Linked DNA regions of Cricetulus griseus: region 2 is linked to region 1. A link is a contact called in public Hi-C data. All regions are on one chromosome and are shown on one strand. The core of a region is the stretch at or near the end of the contact, and the rest is flanking DNA. Distances in the headings are between cores, read along the strand shown.

Region 1 (6,680 bases), core at 1,106-3,605:
TCCTTCTTGCATACGAAGCCAAAACTGTTTTCCCATCAATAGTTAAATGCTCAGGAATACAAGCATTCAAACGTCTTTGGAGCCCTGCCCCTTACCCCAACTATGACATGGACTTTTGCCTGCTTTGTAAATCTATGTGTACCTGGCCAGTCACAGGATGTGAATAATATGTGCTGAATGCCTAATGGGAGCAGCAGGAAGTCACACAGTTTATTCTACTTGGAATTCATTCAGGGGATGAATGTACTCTACTTTTACACTAATTTTTTTCTGAAAGTCACAGTTTTGATTGTATCTCTATTAATGTCCAATTAAATCCAGTCTTGTAAAAATAAACTATGCAAATCTTCTATTTAACTGGCAGTGCTTGTAAGAGACAAGGAGAAATTTTGGCATTCTATAGGAATGTAAGGGACTGTGTGAAAATGATGACTAATTCTCTATCCAGCAAGGGAAGTTTCAATATCTTCATTATGACACCCCTAAGGAATTACAGACTCCTCCATGCTTTATTAAGGCCTTCACTTAGTGTCATATACTTTCACCTCATCCTTTACCATGTGTACTGTCATGTTGGCTTTCATTCATAGATTTGATCTGATTCTTGCTTCCTTTGTTAATTCCAAAGGCATAAGCTTGCTACTAATTATAAAGCTCTAGGTCCATATAAGGGCTTCGCTGGGAAGTTAGTTCACCCTATGTATGTGTGTCCTAAAGCCATTTCCATTCCCTTCCTGGAAACAAAATATAAACACATAACTCAGAGAGGGACAGGTTTGCCTCTTTGTCACTAGGGTAAATGGGATGAATGAAGGCCAATGGTCACCTTCATGTATTCCAAACAATACGCATTCTTCTTCTTTTTTTGGAAAGATAGCTTTTCCCAACTTAGCACTCATTAAGTATGCCCACCTAAGAACCTTATAAGCTTACAGTTCTGGTACATGCATCTGTTTAGACTTCTAAAATTAAATACGAAAAATCTTCTAAAATTATTTTACATAGTTTATGTTTAAAAGGATACTATTCATTAAGTATTACTTTTGAAGTTGTCATAATTGGTTTTTGCTGTTGTTGTTGTTTTACTCAAAAATATAGTTGCTCAGTCTTCATTTTTTAAATGAACATCATGGTGTGCTTTAGGAGACAATTTATATGAACAGAAATTAATGTCAGCTTCAGCTTAATTTAAATTGTTTACACATCCTCGGGAAAGCCTGCTAACCTGGTGAGGCATCTTGGAGCCTGCCTTCCGCAAGATAAACAGATTTCTACCCCATATACAGCAGAATCTGTATCATATTAGAATGAGAGCCGTGCATCAAGCGCAAGGGCATTTTTAAGCTGGAGATGCCTAGCAATCCAACTTGGGGTGGTGCCAGGTCATCCGTGTGAGCTTGCTAAAGCCCAATCGGGTTGTTTGGGGTGCTATCTTAAAAGCTGCGCTTACAACTTCCAATAGATAAAATTCATTCCAGAGAATCTGAGTGTAACTAACCCACGGGTCAGGTAAGGCTCTTTCTGGGTGCTCCCAAGTGTGGGTTATTTTGGAGAACGAGCGAGTCTCGGGATCCCTTCAGCCCCCTCCCAGGGATCCAGACAGAAATTACCATACAGGGACTCTAGTGCACCAAGTTCCCCTGCTGTTTGTTCCTACGGTCCCATCACTACACAGGGATCCGCGGGCCTGTTTGCGCCCACTCCGGCCACCTCAGTATCTCTGAGTATGGAGAGGATTCCGGACAAAGAGAGAAATCAGGGGACCAAGCAGAATGGAGGGTGAGGGAAGGATCAGGGGACACCGGCATCGAGCACAGAGGGACGGATGAAGTGAAATAAGGGGACCGGGCAGATATCAGCTCCCTTGTTTTGCTGGGTCCCGGTCCGGGTGACGGGATCAGAAGGTGGAACCGGGCGGCTGGGCGGCGGGGACAGGTGCTGGATTGCCCCGGCCAGGTTCCTCCAGCTCCGGCCGCACATTCTCCGGCCGCACATTTGCGGCGTTCGGCCGTGCACCTCCCAGCGCCGACTCCTTCGGCGCCTCGTAGCCCTCGCCATTTATACCCTGCTAAAAATAGCCTGCGAGTCGTCTTCCCAATCAACTCAGGCCGAGTTCGAATTGCACCAATAGAGAGGCCCGTAATGGAGAGGCTCGGTCACGCCAGGCGGGGCCGCCTTGTGTCCGCACCGGCGATTGGTGCAAGCTGACATCATCGTCGCGCTGCCCCCGGGACAGGCGCGGCCGGATTGGGTATCACTGGGGGCGGAGCTCCAAGCTGGTCACGTGGGGGAGGAGGAGTGGGGGGAGCCAAGCGGGGGAGGAGGGGGGAGGCTGGCAGCGGAGCTTTGAATAGGGAAGTTTTGCAGGGGTTACGCTTGCAGTCAGTCCGCTGTTTGCAAATATTGCGTGGGCTCGGCGCGCTGCGGGCTGCGGGAGGGTCCGGACCCGGCGTCCGATTGCAGCGCCATCCAGTTTGCATGAAACTTTCACCTGCGCTCCCGGGGACAGTTTCTGCTCCGACTCCTGATCGCTCTCCTCCCTGTTTTCCCGACAGCGAGGACTGTCTTTTCCAACCCGACATGGATGTGCTCCCAATGTGTAGCATCTTCCAGGAACTACAGATTGTTCACGAAACGGGCTACTTCTCGGCTCTGCCGTCCCTGGAGGAATATTGGCAACAGGTAAATACGGATTTTTTTTTTCTTCACGTGCCCGGTGCGCCGAGAAGGGAGTCTCGCGGAGGCGCAGGCAAGATGGTGTGTGCTTGGAAGTGCATCTTTTAAATAATGATTAGCGTTTGCCTAATTTAAAAAAATAAAGTAATGATCTTAAGATGCCCTTCTGTTGCCTGAAATGATGAAGGCACAGTAAAGCGAGCCTTCGGCGGCTAGGACTAGAGTTGTCATTTGTGTGGAGGCGAGCTCTTGTTCCCGGAACGTTTTTCTTTATTTCTTTATTTATTTTTCTGTTTTTGCTAATTCCGAGCTTCCAAGCGGCATCCACCTGAGGGGAGGGAACCCAAGATTTCTCTGCCGAATTCAGACCGGAGCCGTTGGCACAAGTTTGGGGCTTGTACCAGCTCCAAACTCCACAGCTGGACTTTGTCATATGAACGAGCTTGCCTTTACTGCCAAAAGATTTGATTTAAAGATTTTGTTTTGTTTTGATGTTTGTACACCCAGTGTTTTAAAGTATAATATTTCGCCTGCGGAACGCAGCAGCTTTTTTTTTTTTTAACTCAAGGCCATTTGCAGTTTCTTTTCCTTCTGGATAAATTCTTACATTCGCCAATGTCTGCCTTGTTTTTCTTACCTGCTTTTCTTGTTGACTGCGCGGCGGGTGTGTGTGGGGGGGGGGGCTGTTTGCACACAAGTGACTTGTCAGTCATATGACAATGAGTCCATTCCTAATTGCTTCGGGTCTTACTTTGGGGAAGAAAAAGATCTCGATTTCCGGCATTTTAATGGAACTAGAATTTGGGGCAACGGAAATAAAAGCCCCCCCCCCCGCCCCCCATTCTAAGTCTTAGGATTCCCTTAATGGCGTGACAGTCTCGAACACTTTTTACCATTGTCTCTAAAACGATGGTTTGGTGGATGTCTCTCTACCCTTCTGGGCTGGCTTTTTTTTTTTTTTTTCCTCCAAGTGAATTAGCAGATGAAATATATTCTGTGGGTTTCACAACCTCCCTGCCTTTAAAACGCATGAAAAGCGAAGTGCTGGCTGAAACCTCCACATGCCGGCTTAATTGTTCACAATCCTCTCCTGCCTTCTTCTCCCCCTCCTGGTTTTTCCTCCTCAAAGAAGCTGCTCCCTGGGACGTGATTGAAATTGATCTTAGTAGTTTCCTTTAGGCATTTGGGATTTGGGCAACAAGCCAGACTTGGCTCCTGGTCCCCTTCAGAGCCTTTTAAACTCCCAGAGAGCTGGGATCAGGTCCCCACTGCTCATCAGCATAATGGAGATTTTAAATTAGCCAGTTGATTAAAGTTTAACAAGATCTTCATAAATGTGCTCGCCTTTTCTTTGGAACATCAATAATATGTATCACCACCTCGATTCAGAATACTGTGTGCACTGTAACAGACATCGAATTTTGGGGGGAAAGAGAAAACAAGAACCCCCCACTCCACCCCCCCCCCCTTTGACTTGTGCCTGCTTGCTGTGTGAAGCATCTACAGGGAGGGATTAGGATCTCTGTATAGTGTGATAGAAGGCATTGTTTAGTAAGCATTAGCCCTTTTGCTGGTAGGCTGTGCTCAAGATGGTCTGTACCCTGATAACAATTTGTTGCAGTTTGGTTTCGAAATTTCTATCTGTAGAATGGAATAGTCAGCGGCACAGACATCCTTATATGGGCATGCAGGCAAGCCTAGTGAAAAATCAGGGCCGACATAATTTAATCCTAAAATGTTTCCTACCATTTTTCTTTTCCAGTGGCTAGAAAGTTTGAAATGGTGGGGAGAGGGGATGCTGATCTCTGCAGTTGTGTAGCTCCTTGAAAGGTTGGTTGCGGGGCTGGGGAAGGGGCACCCTGTCCATGGCACACTGCATGTATATTTGAGCCGGGTCCTTATTTGGCTGCTGGTCAGAATTTCAAAAGGAAGTCTCCTTTGGCATTGCGTGAAAGAAATAGGAGTGATGACTCATACTGTTGTACTCTTGGCCAGGAGATAAAGTCCTTGTTCATTGTGGGACTCCCAGAAGGGCCAGGGAGTAATTTCCCCTTTCCATCCTTTACAATAGCAGATGGCCATTCTGGAAGAATTCCTCCACTTGTGTTGTTGAGGTTTCTTGTTTCCTTCTGACCACAGTGAAGAAATCATTAAAGTTTGGTGGTATCCACAGCCCTGTACTTGGGAAATGACATTTAAAAATATACGTAGATATATATGTATATATATATATATATATCCTAGGTCTTAGTTACACAGGACATGGGAGGGTTCTCTTCCAATCTATTGATGTCCCTGAATACAGACAGATCTGCTGTCTGCTCTCTGACTACAGCCAGCCCTATATTGTCAGCTGTGTCCCTAAGGGGTGGGGGGGTCTTCAGACCATACTGTGTGCTGTGCAATCTTTCTGTCCTGTTGTGTGAATACTTGTGGATGGCTGGGGCTCTCAGTGATGCTCCTGGTTCTAGAGAATGTCAAACGATCTGGTTAAACCTGTTAGGTTGGTGGGAGGGGGTGTGATGTGTGGAAGGCTGATTTTCTTTGTGTGGTTTACCAGGATCCTCATTAGCAATGTCAACACTTGTAACTATAACAACAAAACAGGCCCAGTGATCATCACTCATTGTGGCCATTGGTCCAACACTGAAGAAACCAAGAGAGGCTTTACCTCTGCTTTTCCTTCGTATTCCTAGAAACAGCTTTTCTCTAGCATTCATGAGGAAATAGATTCCCATTACAGAAGACTTTGGCCCATAGTACGTGGCCCAGAAATAATTTATTTGTTCTTTGTTGCATGTTTTCTTTCTTTCTTTTTTTTTTTCTATGTGCTTTCAGTTCCACTTTCAGTAGTCGTAACAATCACGTGCCTTTTTGTGGTTCATTCTGCACAGACCTGCCTGGAGTTGGAACGCTATCTTCAGAGTGAGCCCTGCTACGTGTCAGCCTCTGAGATAAAATTTGACAGCCAGGAAGATCTGTGGACCAAAATCATTCTAGCTCGAGAGAAGAAGGAGGAATCAGAACTGAAGATTTCTTCTAGTCCCCCAGAAGACTCTCTGATCAGCCCCAGCTTTAATTATAACTTAGAGACCAACAGCCTAAACTCTGATGTCAGCAGCGAGTCTTCAGACAGTTCTGAGGAACTTTCACCCACGACCAAATTTACCTCTGATCCCATTGGTGAAGTCTTAGTCAGTTCAGGAAATCTGAGCTCCTCCGTCATTTCCACACCTCCTTCTTCTCCAGAAGTGAACAGGGAATCTTCTCAACTATGGGGCTGTGGGCCAGGAGACCTACCCTCACCAGGGAAGGTTCGAAGTGGAACTTCTGGGAAGTCTGGTGACAAGGGTAGTGGCGATGCCTCCCCAGATGGCAGGAGGAGGGTACATCGATGCCACTTCAACGGCTGCAGGAAAGTTTACACTAAAAGCTCCCACTTGAAAGCACATCAACGTACTCACACAGGTCAGTCCCCTCATGGGGCCTGGGAGGTCAGCCCCTGGTGGGCGCCAGTGAATTGCACCAGCCCTGGGAGGGAGCCAGGGCTCCTCAGGATGTGGTCACAAGCAAGGAAATCCTCACTTCCTTAATTCCTGTCACCAAGGAATTGGGTCTTTTTGGAGTTCAGAGTAGAATCTTAAAAGACTGGACATTTGAATCAGATGAATGGGTCATGCTTTCAGATTAAACAAGAGGCCAGATCACATTCTCCATCGACACTCAAACCTTCACCCACTCGGTGCTCATTTCCCCATTGTACATGCATCGTGCTATGTTGGGTTGCTCCTCATTCTATGTCATGTAAGTCCAGGGTCAGGACAGAGGGTCCTTGGGCAGCATGGAGTTTGCTAGTGTTGACCAGGGGACATTTATTGTGAATACTGTGTCACACAACCACTTTAAACAAGGGCTTTCTTAACTCAATGCCACCACTTAGAATGAAGTTCTTGTTTGTTTGAAACTACCAGTACAACATACAGGATATGAGTGGAAGGATCGCA
Region 2 (6,680 bases), core at 2,182-4,681, 590 kb after region 1:
GTGGGAAGTGAAAATGTTTTCAATGTTCCTAAACTAAAATGGGTGTTGGTAGATCTCTGAGTCCACGGACCACACCTACCCATGTTATTTTCCCCAAAACACTCCTTGGTTTCTATGAAGGAAAAAAAAATAGATACCCTAGCAGGTCCCTGAACAGAAACCACAGCAAAATAAGAGCTGAGTCACGGCTGCATTAAACATTCTCCAGACTGCTAGTTGCTCTCTGGTGAAAGAAATCAGTGAGAACAAATCTTTGCAAACTGCCCTACTCAAAGGCTTGTGTCAAGCAAATACATTGGGAAATAAGTCCTCTCTTAAAATAAAAATAAGAATAGATTTGCAGAACATCATGAGAATGGATATATTGAGAACTGACAATTTAACCTAATAAAGGGAAAGCAGGCTCTAAAGCTAAAAAGGTCATACCTTCACTGCTGCAGATGCTCAGTCATGAAATGAAACAGAGGAACAAGAATCTCATATCTACTTCCTCCAGCACCTGGCTTGCCTTCCCTTTCTCTGCTCTGTTGACCCCTTCATCATATTTAGAATAAAACTGCACAAAGCTCTGTGCCTTCTTATAAAGGATGATGCTCGCTGGATGGAAAAAAAGAAATAGTGGTCATGCTTATTGAGAACAATCTTATTGAAAACACAGTTTCTGTTAGTGAATAAGTTATTTAGCACTAGAAAAAGTACTGAAAGTCTAGGATGGCTCAGCTAATGAAACATTCATCTTCCAAGCATGGTAACCAGAGTTTAACCCCCAGAAGCTACATAAAAAGCTGGGCATGGTGGCATTTACCTATAATGCCAGCAGTGGAAAGGTGGAAACCTGGAGGGTGTCTGGAGCTTGCTGTAGCTGGTCTAGCCTGCTCTGCAAACTCCAGGTTTCTGTGAGAATTCTTACCTCAAATAGCAACATGGAGAGTGGCTGAGGATGGACACCTAGACTGATCTCCACATATAGGTACACACATGCATCTATATAAGCCTTAATGCATAACACATATTTTCGAAATGTTTTTAAAACTTTGTGATTTAATAATGTCTTATTTATAGGGTAAAGTTGGGTGTGGGGCACATTTAGATGTTTAGAACATAATACATATATATACAATTATACAAAATAGGTTATTCTATACTTTATCACATGTATCACATTTAAAATTTATCTGTTCTAGTTGCTGACTCACCCCTTCTCCCTCCCTCACTCCCTTTTTCCCTTTACTCTTTCCTTCTCCCTTTCTTCCCTCTCTCCTTCCCTCATTTTCTCCATATCCTCCCTTCCTCCATCCTTCCCTCCCTCTCCCTCCTCGTCCTTCTTCCTCAGTGTTCACAAATGTCCGATAAAGCAATTTTACAACTCACAACTTTACAAATATTGAGAAAGGACTCCTTCTGGCACCACTGATGGTCTGTATGACATCTATAAGTTTCTCTCTAAAATCGGGGTCTAATCTAATACCATAGGATATGAAAAAAGCAAAAGGAGGAAGAGGAGGAGAAGGAGGAAACACGGACATATTGATTTTTGGGTGGCTCCATAAACACATTGGAGAGACTCTACATTAAAACAACTCATTTCAAACAAAGTGGGCTTTAGAATTCTAGGACAATGTGGCCCAAGGCAGCTAGCTGTCTTCATGGCCTCCCCTCTATACCCTAACTGACTTGAGCAGCCCTGAACCTTCATAGCTGTCCCTGGCAAGTCCATGTCTCTTTGTGGTGAAGTCCAGAAGCTAGTGCCTTGCACTGTCCAGATGTAGCTACATCTGAGCATGAAGTAGCATCCTTTCTGTGCTGGGATTCATAAGCTATGGCTGGCTTTGGAAGTGCTAGTCCACCATATTAGAAAATCTCTGAGATCTGAGGCAGGGATGGACCCATGGATCTCATCATTTCACACAATAATTCTTTGATGAGGAGAGTGATCATTGTTAAATCAAAGATGTCCACATTAACACAGCCACAGAACTTTTCATGGAACAAAAAGAGGACCCTGAGAACATTTCCATAAACCACTTATATATGCACATCTTTTGCAGTGCTGGGTATGGAACTCAGACATGCACATGCTAAGCAAGCATTCTATCGCAGAGCTACATTTCCAGCTTGACTCACTCACTCTTGATCAGAATGAAAACAATTTGGTACACTTAGCATTTCATGCAACTACACAACTCTATGGAAGATGACTGAGTGTAACCTTTACATTTGGGTCTCTGATAATGAAGACTAAAGGAAAAATGGTAGACGTAGTCTTGGAGTCAGCTGAGAGTGGAGTGTTGTGACCAGGGAAGCAAACTCTTCAAACATGTGAGTGACCGTTTCTGTCTTCTGCAAACTTTAGGTAGCAGTCTGATAACATTCTGAAACTGCACACAACCAGCCTCAGCTACATCAGACCTGTCCACTCTTCTGCTTCTCAGAAAGAAAAAGCTGGAGGAGGGCCAGCCAGTCTCAGAAACGCACCCCACTCTGTGACCATTGCTGCTGCAGGGTAAAAAACAATACGGCCAATGCCATTGCTCCCAGCAAACCACGGGAATCAAGCCTCTCTGAACTTTATTTATTGAATTTCTCGGACATCAACATGAACAAAAAGAATTTTTTTTACACCAGAAAGGTCAAATGATGATTGAATTATTGTAAAATTTATTACTACCCCATCACTGTTCAAAAAGCCTTTGTCATATGTGCCCTCTCTCTTTCTCTCTCTCTCTCTCTCTCTCTCTCTCTCTCTCTCTCTCTCTCTCTCTCTCTCTCTCTCTCTCTCTCGTACATATATATGTATGTGTATGTTGATATATATCCTAATACATAATATATATATACACTAATTGCATCCAATATGTACATATGGATGTTATTTATAAAGCAGGGGCCTTTTGTACAGTTGATAATTTAATGGCTGAATTAAAATAGTTGAAAATGAACTGGGGTGTCAGTCAGTATGCCTCCAATGCTTTGGATCCTTGGGTTGCATTCCCAGTACCAAACCAACAAATAAACAAGTGGCACACATTACCTGTTCTACTTTATAGCACTGCAATGCCTCTCATTTTTCTTTTGTGTGTGAGTGTTGAGAGGGGAGAATGTGCTTGTGGAAGCCAGAGAACAGTGCTGTCCATCTTTCTGAGACAACGTCTCTCATCCTGAAGCTTATCCATTCAGCTAGCAGACCTGTCTGTCACTGTCTGCCCATGGCTGAAATCACTAGCACATTCCATGACCTCCGGCCTTTTTTAATGTGTTTTGTTTTTAATTATGTACGTACTGCATACTGTATGTGTGTGGCTGTATGTAGATATATGCATAATGGTTCAGGTTCCCACGGAGACCAGAAGAGAATGCCAGCTCTTCTAGAGGTGGAGTTACAGGCAGTTGTAAGTCACACTGCGTGGGTGTTAGAAGCCAAACTCCAGGCCTCTGCAAGCACAGTATGCATTCTTAACCACTGAGTCATTTCTCTGGGTCAATGTCTGGCTTTTTACACGCTTCTGAGGATCAAATCTGGGTCCTCATGCTTACAGAGAAAGCGTATAATCAACTGCACCATTCCTGAACCCTCTTTCCTCTTTGTCGTATATTAGCATGCTGTCTAACTAGCCCTCTATCCTGTGTATCCAGCCTCCTGCAGAGAGAAAGAATGCTTACTTCCTCTCTCAGTACTGTGCACTGTGCTATCCATCCCACTGGGCCTCATTTGTGTGCAATAAATTGATTTTTTTAAAAAGAAAGTGACAGCCTATTCCCTACTCTTTTACAAAATATTTTAACAACTTCATCCGACACCAACTAAATTTCTCTATAACATAAACTGGGTGGTTGCTTTTGAAATTGCTTTGTAGAGAGCAATGGTTCTTATTAATGAAAGTGCATCAAACCTACCAGAACTCAGGCAGTTTCACAGCCTCTGTGGGCTCAAGACTGCTGGATTCCAGTCAACTGGAAGTCTAAGTTTTGAAAAACCTTAACTGGAATGATAATTTAGCAATGAGAATGAAGAAATGAAGTCAGTCAGCCTAATCACCATCCTATACCTTTCATTTGGCCTGACTGTGCTAAGGTCTGGAGTTCAGAGACAGAGAGCTGAGAGCACCCAGTCGGCCCTCTGTCTGTGCATCATGTCATCACAATTCACCCAGAGACAGGGAGCACTAAAGTCATTCACCAGAGAGATTATGCACCCCAGGAAGTTACTTCAGCTGTTTTACCTGTTCCTTTCCATTACATGCATCCTCTCCAAGATCACAAGACGAACTTTAAAGAAATCGTTAAGTCCCACTCAAGTGGCCTTGACTCTTGCTTTGTCGCTTCATTGTCTTGATGATATCTTCAAGCCGTCTCTGAAGCCATGTTTTTTCCACAGCCAGGCCTTCCTCTCTCCATACCAGCATCCCGAGTTCATACATCTGAGCTCATAGACTGGCTGAACTGGGCTACACACGGCATCCAATCTTTGCAGCAATTATTAATACTGTGATGTCTCATCCTTATATCCTCCTTAGTGTTAGGAATGAGCTTGCATTGTCATGTGCCCATATGTCCCTTCACAACCCAGGCTCCATCAAAAGTATTAAGGGTGTTGAGATTTCTCTTGGTTTTCACTCTCACAGAAACTGAAGAGGAATTCCATACTCCAACCTCCAGAATTCTCCAGCGTGGAGCACCCCAGTCCTTGTCTGATCTCCATGGTCGGAGAGGAGCATAGACTCTTTACTCAGTAAGGGACTATGCATCATTTATGCTTCAGTGCCCTCTTACAGGCAATGTTTTGGCTTATGGGAGTGAACCAACAGGTAAAGAAGTGCCTGACCCCTGAGGCAAGAATAGAAACAACATCTGCAAGTATGTTTTCAGCATGTATCACAGTTAGCCACGTAGACACTTGGTAATCCAAAGTTAGCTCTGCAGTGCACAGTACTTTTGAAGTTAGAAGTTTGGCTCCTGAAAGGGAGAGGCTTTAAGAACTAGGTCAGCTCATGTGAAATGCTTTGCCAAGCTAAGTGGTTGAGAGTGGCCTAGTTTGGAGCATCTGAATGCACAGGATGCAAAGGTTAGATAAATATTCCAGTCCCTTTAAGTGCTTTGAGACCCACACTTCATGAGGCTTTGTTCAATAAAAGATTTTGTTTATCATGAAAGCAAAGGAACATGTTATTGACCTGACAGCAGATTAAGACTATTAAGAAAAGTTGCTAAAATGAAGAACCCAGGCCTTGCAGTAAAGGTGGAATTACAAGGGATGACTAAGTAGAAACTGCTGGAGGAGAGGATGTATCATTACTTGACTTACATCAAATGCCCTGCAGGTGATGACCTCACCAAGGCAGAGAGAAGGCACAGCTGTAAGCTAATGGACATAAAAGGAAGCAACAATAAGCAACTGAGAATACACAAATCAACTAAAGTGTTGAATCCAGAGCTGGGTCCTTATGTATTATTTGAGGATGACTTTAAACTCCAAGGTGTAAATTTGAAAGGAGGGAAGGAAAGAAGGGAAGGAGGGAGGGAGGGAGGGGGGCAGGAAGGAAGGAAGGAAGGAAGGAAGGAAGGAAGGAAGGAAGGAAGGGAAAGAAAAGATTGGACTGGAGACAGTGTTTATCCCTAGAGCACAAATGGACTTTGGGAGCCCATTCCCTATGGAGGGATACTATTGCAGCCCAGATACCAGAAGGAGGACCTGAGCCCTCCCCGAAATGATATGACAGATTTTGATGATCCCCATGGAGAGCCTCACTATCCCTGGGAAGTGGGTGGGAGGTGGGTTGGGGGTCGGTGGGGAGCATGGGAGGATGGGAGGGCAAGGGAATGGGGAGATGGATACATAAATAAGAGTGCTTCTAAAATAAATAAAAATGTTAAAAAAAAAAGATTGGACTGGAGAAATGGATCAACAGTTTAAAGCACATACTGCCACAGGGCTCTTGTAGAGGACCAAGGTTCAGTTCCCAGCACCCACATCAGGCAGTTCACAACTAGCTGTATGTAACTCCTGCTGCAGAGGATCAAATGGACTCTTCTTAGCTCCTCCCACACTACACTCACATACTCAAATACCAACATGTAAGCACATATCAACACACAAACACGCACGTGATTAAAAATAAATAAATTACTAACAAAAAAATACAGATACATAACAAAGGCAGCCTTGGTAATAAGCTCCAAACTTCATACCAGGGACACTATTCCTGGGGAGTCAAAAACAAACATCTACTTACCCAGATAGGAAACCAACAACAGACCAAAGTAAGGATAGCACCAAACTCCAACTGATGAACCAAAGGGTTTATTGGGGTTACTTACGGGACCAAAAATTACTCAAAGACAGTTATATCACTAAAAGTGTATGCCAGTGTGGTTAAGGGCCCACAAAAGCCCCAAACCTGATGCTCACAGCATAGGCCCAGGCAGCTGGGCAGATTGGAAGGTGTCAATTTCAGGCAGTCAGGTGACCTGAGCCGTTTCCTGTCATCTCAGCTTGCCTGAGCATGTCTCTCAACAGTCTTTACCATGTGAGAGAGAGAGAGAGAGAGAGTGTGTGTGTGTGTGTGTGTGTGTGTGTGTGTGTGTGTGTGTGTGGACACCTAGTGAATCTGGCTAGTTACAGCAACTTCCTGGAATCTTTGAGTTGTTTGCTTCCTGAATTTTAATGAGCTTTCCCTGCAAGA

The links. Hi-C and Micro-C count contacts between places; a contact is called where the count stands out from the background.
Region 2: a Hi-C map of the CHO-K1 cell line shows a contact between it and region 1, with 8 times the contacts expected there. The contact joins the enhancer-like site here to the promoter of Klf6 in region 1. A contact is called at or near these places in 3 of 8 Hi-C or Micro-C datasets (the CHO-K1 cell line and fibroblasts).

What each region holds. Positions count from the first base shown.
Region 1 is chr3:230,517,348-230,524,027 of CriGri-PICRH-1.0, forward strand. It overlaps Klf6 (Krueppel-like factor 6), which reads left to right and starts at 2,356. Exons shown (of 4, transcript XM_027405085.2): 1 at 2,356-2,682; 2 at 5,571-6,144. The coding sequence starts at 2,479.
Region 2 is chr3:231,111,145-231,117,824 of CriGri-PICRH-1.0, forward strand. No RefSeq gene overlaps it. Among named protein-coding and RNA genes, the nearest start is that of Pitrm1, 73 kb to the right of the region's middle. Within about 2 kb of position 3,432, at least 2 of the 6 cell types and tissues checked have open chromatin away from gene starts, as enhancers often do. A contact at or near this core is called in the CHO-K1 cell line and fibroblasts, where this site is marked.